Linked DNA regions of Zea mays: region 1 is linked to region 2. Evidence: chromatin contacts called from public Hi-C data. All regions are on one chromosome and are shown on one strand. The core of a region is the stretch at or near the end of the contact, and the rest is flanking DNA. Distances in the headings are between cores, read along the strand shown.

Evidence for each region. A called contact is a pair of places that touch in the nucleus more often than the background predicts.
Region 1: a Hi-C map of bundle sheath shows a contact between it and region 2, with 3 times the contacts expected there. The contact joins two enhancer-like sites. A contact is called at or near these places in 5 of 25 Hi-C or Micro-C datasets (bundle sheath, ear, endosperm and 2 more).

Annotation. Positions count from the first base shown.
Region 1 is chr7:106,470,708-106,476,713 of Zm-B73-REFERENCE-NAM-5.0, reverse strand. LOC103632671 (a long non-coding RNA gene) reads right to left here and starts at 837. Exons shown (of 2, transcript XR_556090.2): 1 at 642-837; 2 at 152-384. Within about 2 kb of position 4,578, at least 8 of the 20 cell types and tissues checked have an H3K27ac peak or open chromatin away from gene starts, as enhancers often do. A contact at or near this core is called in bundle sheath and leaf, where this site is marked.
Region 2 is chr7:106,322,870-106,328,917 of Zm-B73-REFERENCE-NAM-5.0, reverse strand. No RefSeq gene overlaps it. Among protein-coding and RNA genes, the nearest start is that of LOC100383281, 55 kb to the left of the region's middle. Within about 2 kb of position 2,732, at least 19 of the 20 cell types and tissues checked have an H3K27ac peak or open chromatin away from gene starts, as enhancers often do. A contact at or near this core is called in bundle sheath and leaf, where this site is marked.

The DNA of each region.
Region 1 (6,006 bases), core at 3,329-5,828, 150 kb before region 2:
AGCCCCATTGTTTGCATTTTTTTGTTTTTTTTTGTTTATGTCGTTGGTGTGTCCGCTTAAATTTATTTCTCGCCTAGATTTTTTTTTATCTTTGTTTTGTCACTGTAGTCAGTTCAGCTTATATAATTTACCTATACTTACACTGAAGTTGCCACAGACCTATTCTTGATCTCAACCTGGGGGTACATCTAATGTAGTATCCAAAAAATTTAACACGCACTTTACAGATAATTGATGGCGGTGTAGAACTTCTGGAGTTAAAACAAAGAGAATGGGATTTGCGCGCTGACTTGCAAGCATCGGCTATTCTTTAGCCTCCAGCAAATGATTCATGACGAGGCGGAGGCTCCTTAGCTGCTTCCAGATTTGAGCGTGTTACTGAGCCTGCAATAATAGCCAACCATAAGTTGCTTCCTCCAATAATGTCTCCAGCTCTCTCATCACGTAAATGCAAAAGGCGTGTTTTTTTTTGTAATTAATACATAGAACTGCATCTTGATCGACGGACAGTACAGCCACTACTTGATAATGTATGAAGAACTATTTTAACTGATGATACGAATGGTTTATTAAAGACATTCATCCACTTGTCATATCTTGCAGAAACATCGCTTAGGACATGAAAATTTGACCCCACTTACCAGTCCAAACCTTCGAAGAGCCCCTCTCCCTTTATTGCAGATGTTTTGAAAATCGCCCATTGGCGGCTCTTAATTTTGTGTAGTTCTAATGACTCTGTAATGGCAGCATCATCGAGTGCACCTGGAAGATAAACAAAAATCTAGGCGAGAAATAAATTTAAGCGGACACACCAACGACATAAACAAAAAAAACAAAAAAAATGCAAACTATGGGGCTTGAACACACGACCACATGGTTAGAAGCCTTGTGCTCTACCAAGTGGGCTAGATGGGCTTTGTGCTCATGTCCGCAACAAATATTTTAATAACACAACCGAGCTCGGCGCCAAGATTTGTGGCGCCGAGCTCGGTTCCACGTCGACGCCACGCGTCTGGGGTGTGCCAACGCAACACGACCTCGACGCCATAGCCTATGGCGCCGAGCTGTGTTAGCTCGGCGCCATAGGCTATGGCACCGAGCAAAGGGTCCAAAACTGCATTTAAAATTTTTTTAGGTCTAAACGTGATTTTACTTCTGTTTAAGGGCTAAAATACAAAAAATTCGGTCGGCAGGCCTGGGTCCGCCAGTGGCAACATGCCATCGTAAGACACAAGTCATGAGATTTTTTGGCGCAAAATATACGTGTGTAGGGGTTCAAATATTAAGTCTCACGCATAAGCTATCCTAACGACACAACAAAATCACTTGTGACTAGATGGCAACATGTATATACATGTTAGGTAATACCACCTCATATTCGCATCTATTAGATAAAATTCTATCTAGTAAAATACATACACCCACATGAATAAATGCCTAGATAACTCAGACCCGAATACACCTATTGCAGACCAAAAATCATGAGTATATCGACTATTAAAATTATAAAACTTTAAATATTGTCTCACGGACACTATTAGATGTTAGAGAATATTAATAGCGTATAGTGCTTCACGACACGATTAGACATTATAGTGTAGTGGCTGGGCTGTTGGTTAGACATTAGTGTCGATATGACACGACACTAATAGTGTCTAATAATGCTATTGTTAGTGCCGGGTCCGTTGATCCGTTTGGCTATGTAATATGTTATCCATAGAAGCAACTCCAACGTGCGATGCGACTTGGACGTCGCTAGCATCGAGTGCCCTCTGACGTAGATTCCTTGTACGGAGACGTCAGAGGATTCGGTTCCATTTTTCTCGCCCTCCCCGTCTTCGTCCTCAACACCTCATCGCCGCCAGAAATCCGACGGCCAGCGACGAGGTACCGCTCGCACTGCCCTCTGACCCCCAATTAATATACCGGCATGCGTTTGTATTTGTATTCGTCGGTGTATTTCTCATGGTACACGGTGGATCTCGTCCGAGGGAGCGCGGGCGCTGTTCAGGTTTCTAGTTCTGTTTCTTTGTCATCTGCCTGAGTTTGAATCCTTATATTTCTTAGTCAATTCTCGCCCTACAGTCTAGGAGAGATTAGAGGGCATAAGTAAACGGTCACATTCTGTTTGCCGCTATAATTGCCAGTTAATTATGATTTCTATCCGGTCACAACTATTGGGTCATGCGATGCAATGTACATGATAAAGTATATATATCAGGTCACTGCTGGACTGATAGTACTTGAACTGAATCAGTGAGGCACAGTATCTTCCCCTTCTAAACTAGAGCCACTTCAGATAAAGAAGACATCGATTCTGTAATTGGTCTGCACTTGACTGGTTTGTTGCCTGCTGGGAACAAAGTGGATATGCATGTTCCTGTATTCGCAAGAATGCTCTTGAGATTTATCTTTATTCAAAAAAAAGGAGAAAAAAATATACTCAGCACACTCAGATGTACCTTTTGACTGCTGATTACTACTCTTTTAGACATATTCATTCACATGTATACTAGCTTTGTGGGCTCTCTCGTGTATGTATATGTGTGTGTGTTGGTGGTGGTGGTGCTGGGGAATGAACAGATGCTTTAACTTCCATGTTACCTGTCAACGACCACTGTATTCTTTAACTCTCTGACGATATCATTTGGTGAAGTATATAACATTATCAGTCAACTGGATGTATGCTCACTCTTTTAGAGAAACTCCGGGTGGTCTGGCTTGAAGGAAGTACATAAAGACCATTGAACCTATCTCCTGCATCGTTCTAGGTTAACCGTTAGTCTTGTACCTACAGCTATGATTTTATAAAGTGAAGTTTAAAATAAGAAGTGAAATAGTTAAAGTTGTCGGAGATAGCTTAGGCTCTCTCTAACCATACCATCTTCCCTTACTTACACGTTCTAAATATATTTTACTGTCTCCCTTTAAAATTCTTCCCCTACATATATGACTTGTCGTCTTGTCCAACTGTTCCCTTTATACAGCTGCAGTTTTGAGTCATCACTCTGGCTGGCAGACAAATCCCAGAAAACCTCTTCTGCAGCCATATGCCGTACGCAGTGTTACAGTGCTCCTGTTGCAGAATCTCACTTACAGTTTGTGATCAGAGTTGGTGTCTCGTTTTTTTTCTTTCTGATTCTGATTTGATGGTTGTAAAAACGCACATGACATGTGTTTCAAAACAGGTGATCCCCAGCTTCGTCATCGCTGTCCGTCACCCCGCCCTTTCCCTGCAGCCTAGACCACATCCATCATCTCCAGACTAGTGATGAGTTTTGCTGTCAGTTCATCATCCTGTATACAGCCTGTGTCTGGTCGGCCCCTTGGCCTTGCTGCCATATAATCATTCATTCATGCATTTCTGCGGAGAAAAGTAGTCACACCACAACACATCCAATCTCTACCCCCCATTGGACGTCGTGCCCCCGTCCGTTTCAGGCTTTCTGGTTGCCATGCCAGCCGAAACGATTCGTGCGTGATGGAGGCCCCAGCGCAGCTTGTGTGGTGACCCCATTGCGACGTTGCTTCTGTGTCTGTCGGCGTTTGGTGGCGACCCACATGGACGTCGTTGTCGCTCGCAAAGTTGCAGTGGACGCACACTTGGGAGCACCGGTTGTTGCGTGTTCATGTTGGACTGTTGGTCCAACCATGTTTTCTCGCGGGGGGGGGGGGGGGGGCTGTATCTGGATGCAAATAAAAGCGACTACATAGGGTTTCTTTCGATTCCGTGACAACATGTTCATCCCACTAATCTTAAAGCAAGTCAGCAACTAACCACATTAGCCCATACTTGTAAGATTATTGTTCGGTCGCTTCAATATTGGTGGAATGGACAAGGATCCTGTAGTGTTGCTTCTCTGTAGCCGGTTTTAGAGGGATTTTTTTTCCCGTTATCTCTCATCTCTGCCCAACCTATTCTTCCTGTGGACTGATTTGTAGATCAGAGATCATAGGGAAATTGGTGAGGGTTGAGGAGAAAATTAGTTCATTTCTCCTCTAATCTCTTCGTGATCCCTTTGTCACCAAATTAATCCTAACATTTCTTTTTTTTTCTTTGTTACAAAGGAGATCTAAATGTGATGATCATCGCATATTAACTTGAGTCCGTATAATTTTAAAAAGGGATGAGATAGAGAAGCTACACTATTTTTTACACGCGCCGTAACCATCAAACAAAACACTAGAGTTACATACTAATGGCTAACCCTGCCAGATTTGAGTGTGAAACTGAGTAGTTCTGGTGCCTGCACCAGAAACTCATCAGAGTTTTAGGACAGCGCTAGGTCGGCACCGATTTGTTGGAGTGTCTTAGGTACCTCTAGTATATATCCTTAAGAGCTGGTGCCATGTAGGGGTGGTCACACATATGATGGCAGCAATGAGCTTTGCACCGCGACAGGAGATTCTATTTGGCGACCTTAATCACGTGTCTGCCGCCCTGACAATCACAAACATCGTCTTCACTCTTCAGCACGCTCCATTTCAATGGCAACAAGCTCGGGTACCTCGGGTTAACATCTCATGGCCTAGTGACTACGACATTAGAAGCTTTTAATAAATAAGATCTAATCTACACGATGGACCGATGGTGTGGCGGCCACTACCACGACTGTTCGGACTCAAGACTCCATACCGACTCGGACAGTCGTGGGGACTTGGACTCGGACCACTAGAGATGGCCAAACGGGCCGCCCGGCCCGGCCCGGTCCGGGCTCGGTGAAGCCCGGCCAAAACCGGGCCGGGCCTGCTGAGCCAGTGGGCTTAATTTTCTGTCCAAGCCCGGCCCGCAGCGGGCCTAAACGGGTCGGGCCGGCCCGTTTAGCACGAAAAAAACAGGCCGAAAAGCGAGCTAAACAGGCCGGTAATCACGTTTTAGTGTAAAAAAAACGGGCTTAACGGGCTTAGAGGTAAATGGGCCGTGCCGGGCTAGCCCGCCGTGCCTAGTTTCCTGTCCAAACCTGCCCGCTTATTCTACCGTGCCGGGCTCGGACCGGGCCCAAAAAGCGGGCTTCGTGCCGGGCTCACAGGCCTCGTGCTTTTTGGCCATCTATACGGACCACCTCTGGGGACGAAGAAGACTCCATGAAGAAAAAATGGTGGGCCCAAGAAGACCCACGTCGGAGTGGTCGGGAAGTTCACGGCCGAATCGAGATGGCTGAGTTCTAGGGACAACTCGTCTAGGCCACTCCGATGCATATTCTCATAACGACAAAATTCCTGCTAGATGGTATTACTCCACTACTACCGTAAGGCAACCCACAGGATTGAAAACTTCAAGAAGATCCAAAATATGACGTAACACCCAAAAATCCTAACTTTAGAATTTATAAAAGTTTGTCCAATATATTTAAGTAAATTTTGAAACAAGAATCAAATTTGAAACTTAGAAAGAAAATAAGTAGTTGAAAGATATTGTATTGATTTATTCTCCTCCTAAACTATAAATACGTTTCAGATGTTCAAGTAACCCTTAATAGAAAGTATACCATACCTTCTTTTAAAATAAATAGATAATGAATATTTATTTATGAAGTAACTTTTAATTCCTATCCCACGTTCCAATGCTATTTTCTTAAAAGAAAGAAAAAATATGAGTGTGTTTCATACTTCAAATAACATCTACCAAACAAATAAATTAATTAAAATAAATATATATCTATACCATCATGATTGATTTTTGAGTGAGCATTATGTTTGACTTTTGAACTTTATTTGAATCTGAATTAAGAAAGAATAGAAATTAGAAAAAGGAATAACAAAATAAGAAAATAAGAATAAAAGAAAAGGAATCAATACCTGCGTTGGGCTAGATCTACTGTCGAGCCCACCCCCTTTTCTATTTCGCGCGGCCCAGAAGTCCACCGCGCCGCTGCTGCCAACCCCTGTGGCCCACGCGCCAGCCTCCCCAAACCTTACTCGGTCACTTGTTGGTGGGTCCGCGCTACATAATCGTCCCTCACACCCGAACACCGCACCCAACGCGAGAGGTGGCACGTAACAAAC
Region 2 (6,048 bases), core at 1,483-3,982:
ATAGATGGTCCTGAATTACCATGCTACATTAACTTAGATTAGATGAGTTACTTTAATAAACATGGGTTAAATAAATATTTATTTTTGAAGACATGATACATGGTAAAGATAGTTTACTAAAGTGTAGGTTATATCTTTATGAGGCTAGAGCAAGTTGAACGGGTTAAATCAAAGCTATAATTTGGGAGATATGTTTTTCCTAAGATTATTGATTAAGTTTTATACTTGAAATCACTTTTCTTGGTTTGATTTTATATCTAAACGGTGCTATGGACTATGGGTTGAAATCCTGAGAAGCGCAGGGGCTAAATTGATAAAAAAATAGGGCTTAGTTGTGATGGTTCTAGAGTTGTCTAGGACCACGGGTTGTTTCCTATAAAGTACAGGATCTCTTATGCAAAGTGCCCGGTCCTGAAGAGGTATCGACTTATATCCACCATTCGATCTAGTTCCATGGCTCAGATTAGATTGAGCGAAGGGGTATGCGATGCCGTGAGCGTGATCTTGACTGCTCACTACCAGACCAACGACTCAGAATTTAATGTGTTCGCGTTTTGATCCGAACCGCAACCCGCTCTATCTACGATGTAGATTCGCTGAAAACCAACCTGATATTTTATTTCTAATCGCGATCGTCTACCTAGGATGCAACGGTCCGGGGACCATCTTCCTCCCCACCGCCGAGCCATGGCGGCGCATACCCCCAGGCAGATGACATGGTCGACTTGGCTAGGGCATCGAGTCGGCATCATGCACCCGGATCCAAACTCCAACATGTCCTACGTCAAGCAGAGAACGAAGGGAGATGGGTGGCTTCCCACGGCGAGCGGCGGCTACCCGACTCTCTCTCTTCTAACGACGATGGTGATGACGTGGGGGCGTTGGATGGCTTGAGGGTGTAGGGCTATGAGATTTTTCTATATATTAAAGCTGGGAGCAAATAAGCGTTCACAGCATGTCCACGTCGTCATTATTTCTATCAGCCATACGATCCCATCTCCACGGAAGAGAACCGACCTGCAGGTTCTCGCTCTAGAATATTCCACAACTGTAAAACGACGCGACCGCAGGTCACTACCTCCACACGCAAATTTACACGGAACCGGCTCGCCGCCGCTACCTACCTCGGCGCTTGCGTAGCCCCGGCCTCGGCCGCTACTGAGGTCTTGGGATTCATCAGCTTGAGAAGCGAGACGCAGAACCTGGTGGCCGAGCGGAACAGCGACGTCGGTGGCAACACTCCAGCCTTGGCCTCCACTGCCGACGCATCCATGGCCACAACGTTGGCTGCCCCGGGCGCTCCACGCAATCCTCTTCGGCGTTGGACCGGCACTCTCGTCGCCGGGCACCACAAATTCGAGGTCGAAGGAGTTGTTGTCCTGGCTCGCCGACACGGAGATGGTCATGGTGGCTGCAGCCGAGGGCAATAACTCACGCTGGGCCCAGAAGAGGTCGTGTCATGGTGCTCCTTCCCCCTTTTGCCCTAGGCCTGGGCGATTTCCACGTGGTGAACAATGACGACGTGTGCCAGAGAGATGGGAAGGCACGTGGGGCAGACGCCGGTAGTGAGACTGTACGAGGTGATGGACACGCTCCATCTTCTCCCCTCCCCTCTCCTCCCACCTACATCCTCTGTATATGTGCAACTGAAACTGAAGGTGCGTGTGAGGCAGCTAGGGTAGCAGTGTGGACCTGTTCGTGCTGCTACTTGAGCTTGACCACGCCACATCACCGAGGTGCTTGACGAATTGCCGGAACGGAAAGGCATTCGTAGACGCAGCTGGCCTGTTTGAGAATGTATCGATGTGCGTCAGTAGCTTCTTCGTATTTAGCGAACAGTTTGTTTCTCCAATCTAATGGTCCTTGCTTTGCACCACCTACCTACTTAATTCTAAATCACTAAATGAATGTTGCTAATACGTCCATAGCGAACTGTGCGACGACGTCGGGTAGATCGTTTCTACAAAATTAAATGTGCCATTGAGGATACCATGTATGATTAATTAACACAATAATCGCTCTCTCCCCCTCCAAAATTTGATACGTTGCTCATTGATTTATATCTATATTGACTTATTTTCTTTGCTATATGGTCATATATACCCCACGCTAGGCATATTATACCTATTTATTTAAGGATGGTTTTGTAAGCAAAGGGAATGTACTCTCATGTTATCTTTTCAAATTTTGTATGTGAACTTTGGTCTGAAATGTCAAAGTATGATATCACTATTTTTATCGGCACTCAAGAAGCCATTGAATCGACCTATTTCATTTTCTAAAATTCATCCCTCAAGGTGCCTATTATAGTATTATCCCATGTTTTACTATTAATGAAAGCACCCCTTCACTATTATGCGCTTTTCCATTTTGTATGTAAACTTTAGACTGAAATATTTAAATTTAGTACTCAAATATTCTTTTCATCTAGAGTCATCTAACCCTTGCGGCACTACTGAAAAAGAATGAGTATATTGACAACAAAATATAATATCTTTTTATCACTTACATTACAAAATGGATTTATAAATTGTGTTTCCTAGGCGCGTAAGACGCGCCCAAGTTACTAGTTTATACCTAGAGCAGGTGCACGGGCTGACCGGCTGGTGCCTAGCTGGCCACCCAGTTGGTTACAAGAATCACGCCGATCACAACAGACTCCGGCCGGCAGCGCGCCCAGCGCTAGGTTTGTTGGGATAACGAAGGGGATGGATCTGTCTAGCGGCCCCACACACAAGTGACATACCCACCTAGCGCATGTGAACACGGGAGGCTGGGGAGCAGGCCCTGCACGTCGGTGTTTCAGCGAGCCGAAAAAAGAATAGATGGGTGGCCGGCGCAGGAAGGAAAAGGGAAGAGGAATGGGCCGCATGGGTGCATATCAGCCCAATAGCAGGTTTATCTTTTCTATTCTTCCTATTCATTTCCTTTTATTTTAACCTTTCTATTTTATTTTCTAGTTTGAGTTTCTAAGTTCAAATTTTAATTTCAAATTAAAATGCCCAATCCAGCATAAATGAAAAAGGGTTTATTTTATTTATTATTTATCATGCTATCCATTTATGTAAATACTTCTAACTATATACACTTCATAAAAAGAGTAATAATTTTCTCCACTTTATTCCTCCAAGAAAAATAGTTCTTTAATAATAATATATGTACAAAGTTTTATATTTACTCTTTTTTATGGAATATCTTTGGAAGAAAATCTTTATTTAAAAGTTATTTAGACCTAAGTACATTTTAGAGGAGTTTTCTTATACCCCAAAATCGAATGTTTTGTTTTATGTGTTGCTATCTCTACCACAAAAGGAGTTATGCATCCTAAGTTCCAATCCTATATAATCTACACTAATACTAGTAAAGATTGCAACTTAAGTAGAGAGAGTAAATGCGGAAGATTAAAGAGCTAGTAGAGAAAGCAAAATCCCGTGGACGACGCCAGTATTTTTACCGAGGTATCTGGAACCATGCAAGGTCCTGACTAAGCCTCGCTGGTGCCCCTACGCAAAGGGTAGCCCACGTGAGGGCCAAGCATCACATATGAATAACTCCGTAGAGAGTCATGGGCCTTCTCCATGCACAAGTGGTGCTCCGCTTCTGGCTCCTCTCAGATGCTCCCCGTCGTCTTCACTAATGAGCTTTCAGACGAAACCTCGCGGGTGGCCGTATCACAAACGCGGTTGATACGGTCTCGCAAGTTTCTTGCTCCACTCGGTACAATTACAACGGCTTATGCAAGAGCCGACAGGTTATGTGGGTTTTTCTAAACTCACTCAACTAACTAGGGATCACCTAGAGCAAGCGCAATAGCGGTCTAACTAATCTAAGCACTTCGCAAAGCACATGCGCTAATCACCGAGTGATTCTATTAAGCACTTGGGTGTTTGAGCACTTGGAGATGTGTATAACCTTCCTTGGTGTGTTACTTGAGCTCTCACACCTTCACATGGTGGGTTGGGCGAAGTATATAGGCTCTGACTTGAATATAGCCGTTGGAAAGCAGCTCTACAGCTTTCTGTGGTGCACCGTGTCACACCCGGATTTTAGGGGTCCAAAACCTGGGCGCGAAATAATCACCAAGTGTGCTAGGATCAAGTCTCACACATTTGATGACTCATGGTACAGAAACGAATGTCACATAATTAATATATAACGGAGCTCTGTACAAAATAGTTAAATAATTACATCATACGAAGACAACAATCCAGCAACAAAAGTTGACTGGGAGACGACGACCTAGACCACTCACGAACTCATCATGGCATCTTTCATGCGCCTCATCCTGTGGTACATGTCCTTGATCTAGGGGGGAATGTGAGTACAACAAGGGTGAGCTCACATACGTTCATCGTTCAACAAGTTATGGGGAATAATGTGTATGAACTCACCAAAGGTGGGAGCTCATGTGAAGTGTAAGGCTTACCGAAGAGGATGGTTAAAGCTGAGCATTGCTTTTAAAGTTGGTCAAAATTTTATTAGTAGTTAAAAGTATAAGTAGATACCGATTCACAATTGATAATAACACCCGCGATGCAATGCATATGACAGATTAAGTTTAGTTTCATAAATTAATCATGTGAGCGTCCGAGCCGCTCATGACCGTGAGGACGGCTGATATACCAGTTTTACACTCTGTAGAGGTTGTGCATCTTTACCCACAAGTCATCTTTACACTGTGTAGGGTACCACTACAAGGCCTTCACAAAGTTCCACTAGCTTCAGAAAACCCGCTACAGTTCTAGGGACCGTAGCATAGGAATCCCCCGTTTGAAAAGCCATCGCAGAAAAATCAGCCCGATAACCTCCCTATACCGACCACTCCCCTACTGTCCCTTACCTCTTTCGGGTAAGGTAGTCCTCCACTAGCTTTCCTAATTAGTCAGCCAAGGGCGTCCCATACCATCCTTATGGTAGCACTGTTTTCCCTGGTGGTTCTCCATATTCCAATTAACAATATGATCTTATCACGAATAATAATTAAACAACATAATTGGACATGATCATAATAAAACATTAGTTTCCCAAAACCAGGTAGAGCAATAGCAAATCTACCCAATAGTTCATTTGTTTGCAAGGTGAGGGATAAACAATGCTAGGGAAATATATTAGGTCCCATCAAATTAACCTGAGCGTATCACATTGATTAACAACGAACATTATTAGGTAAAAAGGAGTGATCAAGGGCACAACTTGTCTTAGACTCGAGATTCCCAGGTACCAACTTGGTCTTCAAGTGACTCGTAATCTCGCTGCTACTCGTAGCAATACATACAAATAGACAAGGATCACATAAAAATAACAGTACACCAAACATGAGAACGAACAACGTAAGGATATTCTACGTGCCGCTACAAGAACGAAGGTCCGAGAATCACTAAAATCAGAGTTACGGTTAAAAAGATATGGTTTATGGAAGCTCTATGTGATTAAATATTAAACTATATCATAACTTGGTTATTATACTACATATGAGAAAATATACTATAAATAATTAACTCATCTTTAATCTAGATTAATACTTGATTAGAAATCATATTTTAGTCAAATTATCATCATGGACTAATTTAACTTTGGTTAGAGGGATTAATCTATGAATCATAGGCTAAACCAATATCTATTTATAAAAATATGCTTTATGGTACAAATAATGTCGCCACGGCATAGATAATTTTATTACGAAGCTAACGCAACTTGGACGGGTTAAATTGGAGTTAAAATGAATAAGATATGGATTAACTATGTTTATTGCATTATTTTCATACTTAAAATCAATTTATTTATTTAATTTTTATGAATTACACAGATCCTAGGACTACGGATTGCAATACCTAAGACCTCGGGGTTTACCTTGATAAAATTGGGACTGGGTTGTAATAGCTTTTCAACAACAGAGGAGTGTGGGTTGATTTTGTCCAACTTGAGGGGCTCTTTAGCTACTTTTGCGTGGCTGAAAGGGGTATTTTATGTTCTGGCCGTTGGATCCAACGTCGAGGGCCCGGATTAGATCAGTATTTAAACGAACCGGTACATGATATGGTCCGCCAG